Regions from separate parts of the Gossypium hirsutum genome. Here region 2 is linked to region 1. Evidence: chromatin contacts called from public Hi-C data. All regions are on one chromosome and are shown on one strand. Each heading gives the region's core, a stretch centred on a gene start, on an enhancer-like site or on the middle of the called end of the contact. The rest is flanking DNA. Distances are from core to core; before and after follow the strand shown. Region 1 holds the start of LOC107909087 (zinc finger CCCH domain-containing protein ZFN-like). Region 2 holds the start of LOC107909091 (probable metal-nicotianamine transporter YSL5).

Region 1 (6,169 bases), core at 1,349-3,848:
TGGGTTGAGTTCGGCTTGGATCGGGTCAGGTCTTAATAAAATTTTATGCCAATTTGATAAGTTCAATTCGGCTCGAAAATTGATCTAAAATTTTATCCAAATTCGATTCGGATAAAAATACTAAAACTCAGGCTCAGCCCGACTCACTCGTATTAAATTTTTTATATAAAAAAAATTAAAAAAACCATAATACATCAAAAATACTAAAATCATTAAAATAAAATTTTTTCAACAAATTAAAAATAAATTTTTTTACTTAAATAATACAAAAATAGGTGCAACGTAACAAACAAAGACATTTAAAATAGTAGTAAAATGAACAATAAAATAAAAGCTATACAATATTCAAATAATAACAACAAAATAGTAACAACATAATATTGAAATGATAACAAAACAATGACAAAACAATATATTTTTTTTACAAATTCGAGTTTGTTCAGGCCAACAAACTTTACCCGTGGCTCGACTCATTTTTTAAATAAGCATTATTTTTTTTCAAGTCTATTTTTTGGGCCTATATTTTTGTCCAAACTTTTTTAGTTTTTGAGATCCGGCTTGAAGCCATGGACATGTCTATTTTGAAGGGATTAAATATATATTATTTTAGATTAGTAATTTTATTATACATTAATTTATAATTCTATTATTTAAGAAGGGATTAATTTATAATTTTATTTTTGACAGCTAAGGCTCCTTTTTCAATGAAATCATTTGTTAAAATAAAAACAACTTAATGAAAAAAAATTAATTAAGATCACCAGAATAGTAAAATGTATTATTTTAAAACTTGAATTATAGTTTTGATGTTTTTATTGTGTTTTTTTTTTCTATTTTTACACAATATCTAGAATTATTTATAACCCATAATTAATTTTTAAATAGAAAGATAATACATTTTATCGTACTCGAACCCACATTCTCCTGTATTTTTTTATAATTTAATTTTATATAATATAATTTCTTTGATTTTAATATCATTATTATTTTAAATAATTAATATCATTATCTATTTCGGTTAAAATGTTAACTCTTAAAAACCACTAATTTCTAACTTTTATCATAATAACATGGATTTTTTTATGTTGGAAGGGATATTTTTAAGATAAAATCCATAAGTGAAATACTTAATTGTGCTAATTTTTTTAGCCAATGATATTATAGAAATAGAGGATTAAAATACAAATTAAATAAAATGACTAAATTTCAAATTCGAATATAACAAAAGGATCAAAACCAAATTTGACCTTTCCTATGCCACCTGACTCAACTCCGGTTCCAAAATCCACACTCGCTCTTATTTTATGACACGTGTCCAACAAAATTTTAAACGGCCAATAGAAAGAGATCTCATGCAAAGACAAATAAGCAAGCATGACGTACATACTATGTAAAATAAACAAGCCATTATCTAAAATAAAAATAAGGCTAACATACTAAAAAAGCCCCTAAACTATTATCCCTTGTTTAAACAAGTCCTTATGCCCTAACCTATAACTTTGAATCTACGAAAGCCCTTGATTTTATATTATAATAAAAATATTTATAATATTTAAATAATTAAATCAAAATTTTATCATTATAGGGAAGTTAAAGCGCAATTTTACCATTGTTAATTATTTTTTTATGTGCGATACTCTCACGTGTTTAATATTAGTTTAACTAATGATAACAAGTCCACGCTTAAATAATAAAATTGAAGTCAAAATTTGAGGGACTTAAAGTCTGACTCGATTCCACGTACTGCTCAGGTGTAAAGAAGAGAATATAGGGTTAATATTGCTTTCAGCCCCTATACTTATTACATATTTGAAATTTAGTCTTTTTCTTTTTTAATTCTAGAAGTTTAATTATTATATTATATTATTTTAATAATTAAAGTCCAATTTATAATATCATTAAAATAATTTCGTTCAATTAGATAACATAGTTTTTTTAAAATAAAAAATGTACTCAAATGACAATTTAAAGTCACATGAAAGCTATACAAGCAAAATAAATCATGCTTCTTCTGTGAAATAGTACTGAAGTACCTTGCAACTTTGAAATCAAAATTGTAAACTTTACAACCCCAAATTCAATATTTATATTTATATATTTGGTCCTTCATATATGTAATGAGAGACTTTTGACGTTGTTATTAATTAAACTTAAATTATTAAATAAAAAGAGGAGAGAGTAAATTTCAAACAGTAAAAATGTACTATTAGTCCCTGTATTTATATAGATTTTGAGATTTTGTTTATGTACTTTAAAAGTTCAAAAATCAGTCCTCATACTTTTTCAATTTAAAATTTTAGTCCGACCATTATTGTCGTTTGTAGTTTTTGTCAAAATTTGTCAATTTAATATGTTGGTAATTATTTTACGATTGGACTGAGAATTTTAAATAAAGAAAGTAAGATGACTTAGTTTTTAACTTTTTAAATACAAAAAACTAAATATCAAAATTAAATATCAAAATTTGTCAAAGTACAGGGACTAACAACATATTTTAACCATTTCAAACATGTGAAGAGTATAGGGACTGAAATCAGAATTAAACCAGTGAACACAAATGGGAGTCCATATGATCATCGATTCGTCGGTCTGCGTATAATATTAGCGAACAAATAAAAAAGAAAAGTTAGTGGGTTTTGTTTGGATGGTTGGCTTTTATTTTTATTTTATGTTGTATTATTTTTTTTGTGGAGAAGAGAAAACAACGCTATTTCGCCTTTATCAAAAAATCAAATTCTTTTTTAGTAAAAAAAAAAATCTCTCTGAAAATAACCGTTTTTTGGTTTCTCTGGTTTTTCTGTTACGAAGGAGGAGAGAGGGGGCAGAGGTTTTTTTTTGGCGAAAGTGACGGCGTGGTTTTGTGACGGAGGAATGAGAGTTCCGGCTTGGAGGTGGTGCTAACGTGACAATAGTGGTGATGGAGGAAGATGACTGCTGAATGGAAATTATTATTCGATGCAGGAATTTCGATGTCCCGAATAGCATCAGCAGTGGCCGTAGCTGTGACTGAAGGTGCCTCGCTTTCACCGTTGTTGAATCAAGGTCTCCCTCTCTTTTTAATTATCGTATGTTTTTATTTATTTATTTTTATAATGGTTATTATATTATTTTTCTCTTTTATTTTGAGATAAATGCAATATTGCGATTCATACGATTCTCTTGGTTATTTGAATTGCCATTTATTTTCACTTCAATGGTGATTTTCCAGTTTGATCGTTGTTAAAATCCCGTTATTCGCTAAATTTTAAATTTTAATAATCAGTGTAAAATTCTTAATTGCATTTAAATTATTGTGATAAAAGTGCAAATTCTGCGGTGATTTTTGTCTTATGAGTGTTTTTTCTTTATTGATTTATTTTTTTCATTTATGCTTTATTACGTAGAAAACAGCTTAAGCTCTTAAACTCTTTTTCTTTATTAGGATTATTTTGATTATTGCTTTTACTGCTTTTTCAGTGCTACTTATTTGTCTGAACAAGCATATGATAGAAAGCAAAATTATGGTTAAAAAGTTTTAAAAATGACAAAAATGTTTAATTTTGACGGGGATAATAAGGATTTAAATTGCGGTTGTAGACGTATATGTGGTCGTATAGCATTTATCATGATTGCAGATGTAATAGGTTCTATATAGTGGTCAATTATGGTGAACATCAATGATGAATATCTAAAGAACGAGATAGTGGTGAATCGAAAGGAGAGTTCACATTGAACAAGCTTATTCCAGACATAATCACATGTATTCGGTTCCAAAAGAGTGGTGAATTGAAACTCTTTTCTCTGATACCGTTTCTCTTTAGTTAAACCCATTGTTGTGTTCTGTTGGTTGTATCTTCTTCTAAATGGATTCATTAGTTTAATGATTTTACTTTAACTCTCTTTTGAACTGTTACTCTTTTACCTATTCCATTTGTCAGTTCTTTTTTAAGTTTTAAGCACTGTATTAATTGAACCAAAATTGTTCACTAGACGAGACTATTCGTATTCGAATTAGATTTGGACAGAATTTTTGTAATTAATTTCTAGTATTTAATTTTTTAAAATAATAATATGAATTTTCGAGTTTGGTCTGGATTTGACCGAAATCAAATTTGAGCAAGCAAAATTAAAAAAAAAAAAAAGAGGGACCAAGGGTGGGACCATTTACAGGTTTGTGTACCAATATTCTAAGAGCATATCTTTATAGTTAACAGAATATTGGTACTTTTATTTCTCCGTAGAACTTTTTGCAATGAGCATAGTTAATCTTCATGCTTTCTTCAACACCGAGTTTTAGAAAATGAAAATTTTTGTTGTTGTAAACTTTCTCAAATTAGTTAAATAGTAGCTTCAATCTACGAAAGGAAGAAAAGAATATAAAAAATTTTCATAAGGCCTTTTTATTGATGCCTTAGAAAATATGGAATAGTGTCTCTTTCCTCGAATAATTTAGCCAATGGGGCTTGCATAAGTCAAAGGTCAGAGTGAGTTTCTTACTGCTGCATGCCACAACCTTGCTTGTTGTATGTTAAGTGAATATTTTTACAAATTGAAAATTTGTAATACCCCTTTAGTATTTCTTTGATTCTTTTTTTTCATGTGTTTGCTGAACCTACTTTTTAAAAATTATTTCAGATGCTATGTGGCAAATGAACTTAAGATCCAGTGAAACAATGGAATCTGGTTACTACCCTGAGCGTCCTGGGGAACCAGATTGTTCTTATTATATTAGGACCGGCCTTTGTAGATTTGGAGCTACATGTCGTTTTAGTCATCCTCCTAACAGAAAGCTGGTATAAACCATGGTTTGTTTGGACAATTCTCATGAATCCAGAGTTAATGCTTTGAGTATCTCTTCTTCTTTTTTTTTTTTTGTGCATTCTTCTTATCATAATTGTGTTTAAGGCGTTATTTATTTACATAAATTTTGATACATTAAGAATTCGTGCTATATAGATTTGGCGTATTCATGTATTCATGTCGTGCTTGTGTTATTATTATTATTTTGTTGTGTTGTATTCTCGTTATGTAACTGCATTGCAAATTCAGGATTACCAAGTCTATTTTTAGTAAATGCCAAAGAGCTTCTCAAGTTTATTCATGTTTTCTATTATTCGTAAATGCCAAAGAGCTTCATAAGTTTATTTATTTTAGAAACCTTTGATTATTATATTTGACATGATTTTATTCACTGGTAGTTGGAAGTTTTTGACACAGGAAACTTTTAAACAAGGGTCTTTTCTACTAAATCACTCTAAAACAGAACTCATTGTAGGAAAATTTATAGAGTATTAGATCCTCAAGAGATAAGATCGTTCCGCATATGCACACATGTAAACACTTGCTGCTACCAACATGGGTATACTTCATCTGCTACTGTCATTTCATTTCTACTTTGTCCCACTACTCATATAACTTTTTAGATATCAATTGTCATTTAAAATATTTATTTAGATTATATCAAATTTCAGGCTATTGCCGCTGCTAGAATGAAAGGAGAGTTTCCAGAAAGAGTAGGACAACCTGAATGTCAGGCATGTACTTATTCCCTATTTTCCCATGTATTGACAATGTTGCTACTTTAACATGCGATTTACAATGTGCAATGTATGATTAACAAGAAGTATGGTAAAGTAAAAGGTTTATTTCTCTTTCTAGTGGTTTGGCATAGCAATCAAACTTTAGTCTGAACCCTCAACTGGTTTAGATGATTGGCTCATCCTAAGATTTTTCCTTCTTGTTCTTGTTGAAATATGTGAAACCCATATATTTTGGGATATATTTTAAAGTTATTTAGGTAGATAAATCTTAGAATAAATCATTTGAGATATTCTAAGAATATTTTATTTTATCTTTTAGTAGTTTATTAGAATAGGGGAATTATTTTCCCAATTAGGTTATGACTGTTTTCTCTATTTAAATTCAGTTGTTTAGTTAATAAAATATAGAACAGTTTTATTAAATGCTCTTTTGAAAACTTTCATGGCATCTGAGCTAGGTTATCTCTAGTAGCATCATGGTTAAAACAGCCTTCATTGGAGATAAGAGATCCAGCAATCAAACAGAGGAAGAAAGTTTTACCGTTGAAACAACTAATGAAAATTATGAGGGCCAAAGTTCTCTAGAAGGGTCTTCCTTCACTAAGGAACAACTAGAGCATCTACACAAACTTTTTCAATCACCACAATTT
Region 2 (6,690 bases), core at 2,218-4,717, 37 kb before region 1:
GCATATCTTTAATGGAGTTTATTAGAATGGCTGCACCGAAGAACACGTAACATAACAAGAGGCAGTCTTTCGGCAAAGCAGAGAAGCCTTGCACCCCCAGTACAGACATGTTGCGATAAACAATTCCGAAAGGAGCGGCATATTGACTGCCGGGAAGCCCAAGGTCATCGAATGCGTTGTAGAACAGCCAGAAGACACAAGGCGAAACTATGCAGCCCATGGCTGTGCCAATCACTTGGCTAACAAACATGGACCTAGGAGAAGCAAGGGTCAAGTAACCGGTCTTAAAATCCTGCATTAGGTCAGAAGCTGTTGCAACAATGTTCATCATTACACCACATGCTATGAGACCTGCAAGGACACCACCATTTGGACCAGCCCAAGCTCCAATCGTAAAGATTGCTAGCTTACCATAGGTCGAAGCAAGGGACCAATCGGTCAATCCAGTTCCATATGCATTGCAAAAAGCCAATGTTGGTGCAAAGATGTAAATGACCAATACGTAATACCATTTGAGTTCAGGAAAGATGAATGGAAGAACTATGGTGGAGATGGTAGCAATTGTTACATAACCTGCAACAGAAAACCATGTAGGAATTTGGTCCTTTAGAAAGAGTTGGATTCGGCGCTGGTCATCGTATGATAGCTTGTCTGAGGTATCAGAAGAATGCTGATTTGCAACGGGGAGAGATTGTTGTCCTCGAAATTGATAAAACAAGCCTGTGAGGGTTCTAGTAAACACCTTGACAAAGTTGTATAGCCCATCACCTAGGATCAAGGCTATGGCAATAAACACCTGGATTTAAGGAATAACGAATCTTGAGATCAATGTTACCATGTCGGGAAACTATAGTTTCGTTGGTCTCAATGGAAACTAACCTGGTAACCTTGTAGGCCGTGCATATTTTTTTTGGGAAGATCTGCATTAAACCAATCACCCTTTCTATTTTCAATGAGAGGCCACATTAGACCCCATGAAAGTATTCCTCCAAGCAGCACTGATATGTTTATTATGTAGGGGCAAATCATCCCTACTCCAACATATGTTGCTGAGAAATCGAAGAAAAACCTGAAATATTAGCAAACAAGTCGCTTAGTACTCGTTTTCGAGTTCACTAAGGGAAGAAATTGAACTGATTCTACGCACATGTTTTCGTATGCTTTAAGCCCAAACGTAGGGAAGCTAATAAATCCACAACGGTCTCCAGCAGTGTAAAACCATTGAAAGAAACCCCATAAAAAGCTGAAAGAAAAGAACTTCCCCAATGTTTTCACTTGCTTCCTACAAGTAAAAAACATGAAAAGATTAGAACGTATAAACATCGTAATCATCAGCTTTAATTAGAAACCGCAACTATGATAACAATTTTTACCTTGCTAGCTTAGCTCCTTGAGGAGTATGGAAGCTATTGATGAGATGTGCAGTTGCAGTACCACTCGGATATGTCAACTTGAAGTCTATGATCATGATCTGAGAAAAACAAGAGGACAAAAAAGTTGGTAATGGAAGTTAACATAGGCAAAAAGAACCTTTCCTTGAAAGAATATCATTTCATTATTAGCTCAACGATTTCAAATCCTATATATAAACATAATGTTTATATTATTATAGACACAATATATTTAGAAAGTGGGATTTCTATGTCCATTCAACTTCAATACAGGGGCAAAGCAGAGTGTACCTTCCGAAGAGGCACCACGGAGAAGAGACCAAGAAAGCTAACAACAAAGAGGAAGCCAATAATCCATCCGAGTGACGGATTCTTGAAACCGCCGTTATCCCCGGATTGCTTTGCGACACGTTCGCTCATTCCGAAGAGGTAACTCCCGAATCCCCCTGTTTGTCAGCAGGTAAAAGTAAGTAAAAGCTTCTGCAAACCAGTTGAGGTTGTAGTTTAACCAAATGAATGCAGAGGTTATCTTCAATCAATCATAAACACAGCATACTTTACAAAAATTTTCAATTTAAAGCATGTACTGCAACCACAAGTTTTATGCGGTAAATGAAATTTGTTATGTAATTACATGATGTTATCTTTCAATCAATTATAAACACAACATGCTTTACAAAATTTTCAGTTCAAAGCATGTACTGCAACCACAAGTTTCTTGCTTTAGATTACAGCATAGCATTTTTGTGGTTTTGATTCTGGGTCTTACATGAATAGTGTATCACACAATTCCATGTCAAACATGAGAGAGTGATTTCATAATAGTAAATCACCCATGGAACTCGTTCATTTCATAGCTTTCAATGATCTATGGTCATCTTCAAAGTAGTAGATATGTTTTTTTGAAGGACTAGACCATGGGTTGAGCAGTCAAACTTGGACTAGATAATTCTACCTTGGGCTAGTCTGATTTAAATTTAAAATAAATAATTAAAATATGTTTATTTGATTTCAATTTTAAATATATATAAATATAAACATAAAAAATTAATATTTTTATAATATTTGAATAGTGAAAATGAATCATTAAGTCGGGTTGGGCCACCACTCACCTTAGCTCATGAACAGATATAAAACCTTTTAAATATATAAAAGAAAAACTTAAAATAAAATTAACATACATGTTTTTAGCACTCACACCAGCTTCGTTGAGCATTCATTCAGTAATGTTTAATATAGCACATGTCCCTCTTTCAAGAAAGAAATATTTAATGACAATTAGATGAATCCATGAATAAACCATTGTTAAAAGGAGACATTTATGTTGGCAAAAAAAACCCAATCAGCCAGGTACAGGGGGAATATATAATATTCAACTTGATTCAGAACGAGATAGATAGGTTTTTTACTGAGGTTTTTGAGGTTCAGAGGCAGTTTTAAATAAAATTTAATTCCATTGTAGAATGGGTTAACACTATAAAGTAATTGTAATTATTTCCTAAATTATAATTACATCTTTAAGAAAATAAAAAAAGCCTACCTAATTACTGACATAAAATTTTCAATTCTCAACTCCTATAAAAATTAAATAATATAATTGAGATTATCTAATTATACTCGATTTAATGAGACATACCAACTACAATTACTATAGGTATCTAATTACAAATAATTAGATCAAAATAATCAAGTTCAATTACTAAATAACTTCACAAACACAAATTTTTCTATCCTTACACTACGGGTTTCTATTATAGAATCTTTTTTTAAAAATTAAACCAAAGTAATGATTAGCATAAATAACATGATAATCATCCAATGAGAACATGGGCAGTTCAAAGCTATGTAAAGATTAATATGAAAACATTGTGTCAGCGTGAGTTTAGCAAATGTGAAAAGGTGTAAAAGCAATGGAGACATCAGACAGCTATAAATATAAAATTAAAAATTCCTAAAAGGGTCCCCACTTTAAAATGGTCTAAAAAGTCTGTATCATTGACTTATTGACTTTATTCAGTATTCCGAAACACGCCTAATGACTTCGATCTCAATCACATCTCAGCGTATCATTAGCCCATTCCCCAAAGCAACAACTTGGCCTCACTCACTGTCACTCATCCACCCGTCGCCTTTACAACATATCCTCTAATAAAGTTGAATTAATAATTTTAAAAAATTAAAGCAACAATGTTTTAAAAGAAAAAGGGTTAATAACTTTTTTGCCCCTCTAACTTTACTAAAAAATCATTTAAACCCTCTATTTATTTTTTTATCTCTTTTAACATTTGAACTTGCGTTTTTTTTTATAATCAAATTACCCCTAAATGAATGAAAATGCTAACATTTATTAACTTTACTGACAATGTATAAACATAGATTGTCACGTAAATGATACATCAACATTTAATTAAACTTTAAAATTTTAAAAATATAAAAAAAAATATTTTTATAATTTAATAATTTTAAATTTTAAATTTTAAAAAATTAATTAATTATTGACGTGTTATCTACATGACACGTGTATGCAATGTCAACAAAGTTAAAAAATAATAATTTTTTCGTATTTGACAAAAATTACAAGTGTGAGAGTTAAAAAATGTGAAAAAATTAAATAAAGAATTAAAATGATCTTTTTGTAAATTTGAAACATCAATTAAGTAATTATAAAAAATTAAAGTAACAATGCATACCACTAATCCAATAAATTAATTAAAATATATTTTAAGAAAACGGTTAATAACATATTAAATTAATAAGTGAAATTATATTATTTAGCTAAACTCAGTCAACAAGTCCAACACTATTCACTGGGAAAGACATGATACAGCCTTGACTTTTCAAAAATGGTAAATTCATTATATGGTCCTTTCGAAATTTATGAAATCACGAGTTAATATAATAATAAAATTACATTTTATCCTCTAAAAATACAATATTCATTTTTAACCACTAATCTAATTTTATAAAAATTAAATTAAAACTCAATTCACGACAATTGACCACTATTAGGTAGAAGACAATAACACAAGCAAAAAGTCTTGGTCTTCCAAAAATAATACTTAAATTCATTATGTAATTTATACTATTATTTAAGCATTTTGCTGAGTTGATATCACTCTCAATCGGATCACCATTTTAGTTATTAAATTTCAAAAATATTTTTTATAATTAAAATAAGTTATATTATCCGAGATTACTTTAAACTTTTCCATTTAAAAAATTAATAATATGTAAATGGTGAAATTTGAACCCAAATCAATTATATTAATAAAACATTTTATTTACCACTTAACTAAAGCTTTATTTTAAAATTTTTTTATATTTTAATTTTAATTTTAATCATACACACTTTATTACTTCTATCAATTGTATATAAATGAATTTGATTGAATTGGTATCAGAAATTAACTTGACACCAACTCAATATTGATAGGAATGCAATGATAAACAATTAAATTTATTTTTTTAATTTTAATACCATACATATTTCATGTATAATTATGATTAATTAGTTTTAAACGTATGTTCCTTTATTTATTATATATTATTTTTAAACATGTATTTTTGTTTTATATTTGTGTTTGCCACATGACATAATATTTTTAATCCTTTAAATTTTATGAAATACAAATTAATAAAATAAAAATTTATGAAAGTGAATTACTTGTAAAGCAACGAATTTCCGAAACAAATTTAGGGCAAATTTAATTAATGTAATAGTCAAATTAAAATTAATAAATGAAATATAATGTATGGGTAAAAGTGACCGTCGGAATAAATTTTATTTTATATATCAATTAATATTTATTAATTACAGAAATTTATTTTATTATATTATAATAAAAATATAGATTGCTATTATATATTTAAATAAATTTCTCAATTTGAAAAAAAGAAAAAGTTAAAGCGGTAAACAAAGTCGTAATTTTATACCAAACTCAATTGACCCTCGTTCCCTCCACTGCAAATGGAAAATATACGGTGCAGTGAGTTCCCTAAAGGACTAATTCTGCTCTTAGCCCCTATACTGTTCAGAATTCTAAAATTTAATCCCTCTGTTTTTAGTTTTATGAATTTAATCTTGTTATTTGTCCAGTTTAAAAATTAAAATCCCATAGACTGTACTTAATTTTTGAAAAAAGCTTTGAATATTGAAATAATACATATTCAAATTTAATAAAAATACATTTTGAAGTTTAAATTTCCAAAACTAAATTTTTGGAAATGAAAGCAGAGGATTAAATATTAAAAATCTGAAGAGTATAGGGATTTGTGGTTAGAATTAAACCTTCCCTAAATTTTTGCTTTAGATTCATGAATGGGGCAGTTTTTACTCAGTGATCTGATTTGTAGAACAAATTGGGGGATCATATCACAGTAATTCTTTCAGAGCATAACAAAAATCAAGAGGAAAGTTCAAAAAAAAACATACCACTAAAGGCGATGCCGGAGGAGGCGACGACGCAGGTTTGAATCACGGTGTTTTCTTGGCGGGTAAAGGGCTGTCTGAGCAAACCGGATTTTGAGAGCAATTTAGTCCACGTCTTGACGAAGAAAAACCCTAGGAGTCCAGCCGAGACGTTGAGGGAAGGGATGATTCCGGTTGTTAAATTCAACTTCATTACTATGAAAGTAAACAATATGCTCAACACGAAGCTCACGGCGAACGCCCTCATCGTCAGTTGTTTCTTCCATGGCGGTACTTCCCTGTTCTCGAAGATTTGTTCCACCGACATCTCGTACTCAGCTCCATTGTTACTGCTCTTGCGACCGCCATGTTCTTCTTCTTCATGGTTGAATCCATTATCTACCTTATCTTCATCTCTTCCAAGCCCATCCATTTGCCTACTTTTCTTTTTTGGTAAAATTATAGGAATCTTATAAGTTTTATCCTTATAAATTGAAATGAATCTCCATTATTAAAAGTAGGTTGGTTTTTATAGGAAAAAGTGTTTGGCAGACAGGAAAAAACTAAACTTCGAAAAAAGATCACACGGAAAGTTAAATTATTAAAATATAGGAATAACATAAATATATTTACATATATTAAATTTTTAAATATTGATTTTTCCAGTTCTATTAATACTTAAATTTATATTTTTTATCAAATCATCATAAAATAATAAAAAATTAATATTTTTTAATTTTGAATATTAAAATAAAATTTTACCATATATAAATTTTATAATTTTATAATTTTAAAAGAGATTAAAATGTAATTTTTATTTTAAGCACGAAAACCCTTACTTATCCCTATTAAAGTATTATTTTTCGATCAAACTGATCTAATCTAATTTAA

What was found. Hi-C and Micro-C count contacts between places; a contact is called where the count stands out from the background.
Region 2: a contact with region 1 is called in a Hi-C map of leaf, with 1.8 times the contacts expected there. The contact joins the enhancer-like site here to the promoter of LOC107909087 in region 1. A contact is called at or near these places in 7 of 34 Hi-C or Micro-C datasets (callus, fibers, leaf and 2 more).

What each region holds. Positions count from the first base shown.
Region 1 is chrD08:66,787,803-66,793,971 of Gossypium_hirsutum_v2.1, reverse strand. It overlaps LOC107909087 (zinc finger CCCH domain-containing protein ZFN-like), which reads left to right and starts at 2,598. Exons shown (of 7, transcript XM_016836478.2): 1 at 2,598-3,042; 2 at 4,615-4,772; 3 at 5,451-5,513. The coding sequence starts at 2,928.
Region 2 is chrD08:66,824,953-66,831,642 of Gossypium_hirsutum_v2.1, reverse strand. It overlaps LOC107909091 (probable metal-nicotianamine transporter YSL5), which reads right to left and starts at 6,399. Exons shown (of 6, transcript XM_016836487.2): 1 at 5,824-6,399; 2 at 1,683-1,837; 3 at 1,374-1,471; 4 at 1,148-1,282; 5 at 880-1,069; 6 at 1-796. The coding sequence starts at 6,232. Within about 2 kb of position 3,467, at least 6 of the 9 cell types and tissues checked have an H3K27ac peak or open chromatin away from gene starts, as enhancers often do. A contact at or near this core is called in leaf, where this site is marked.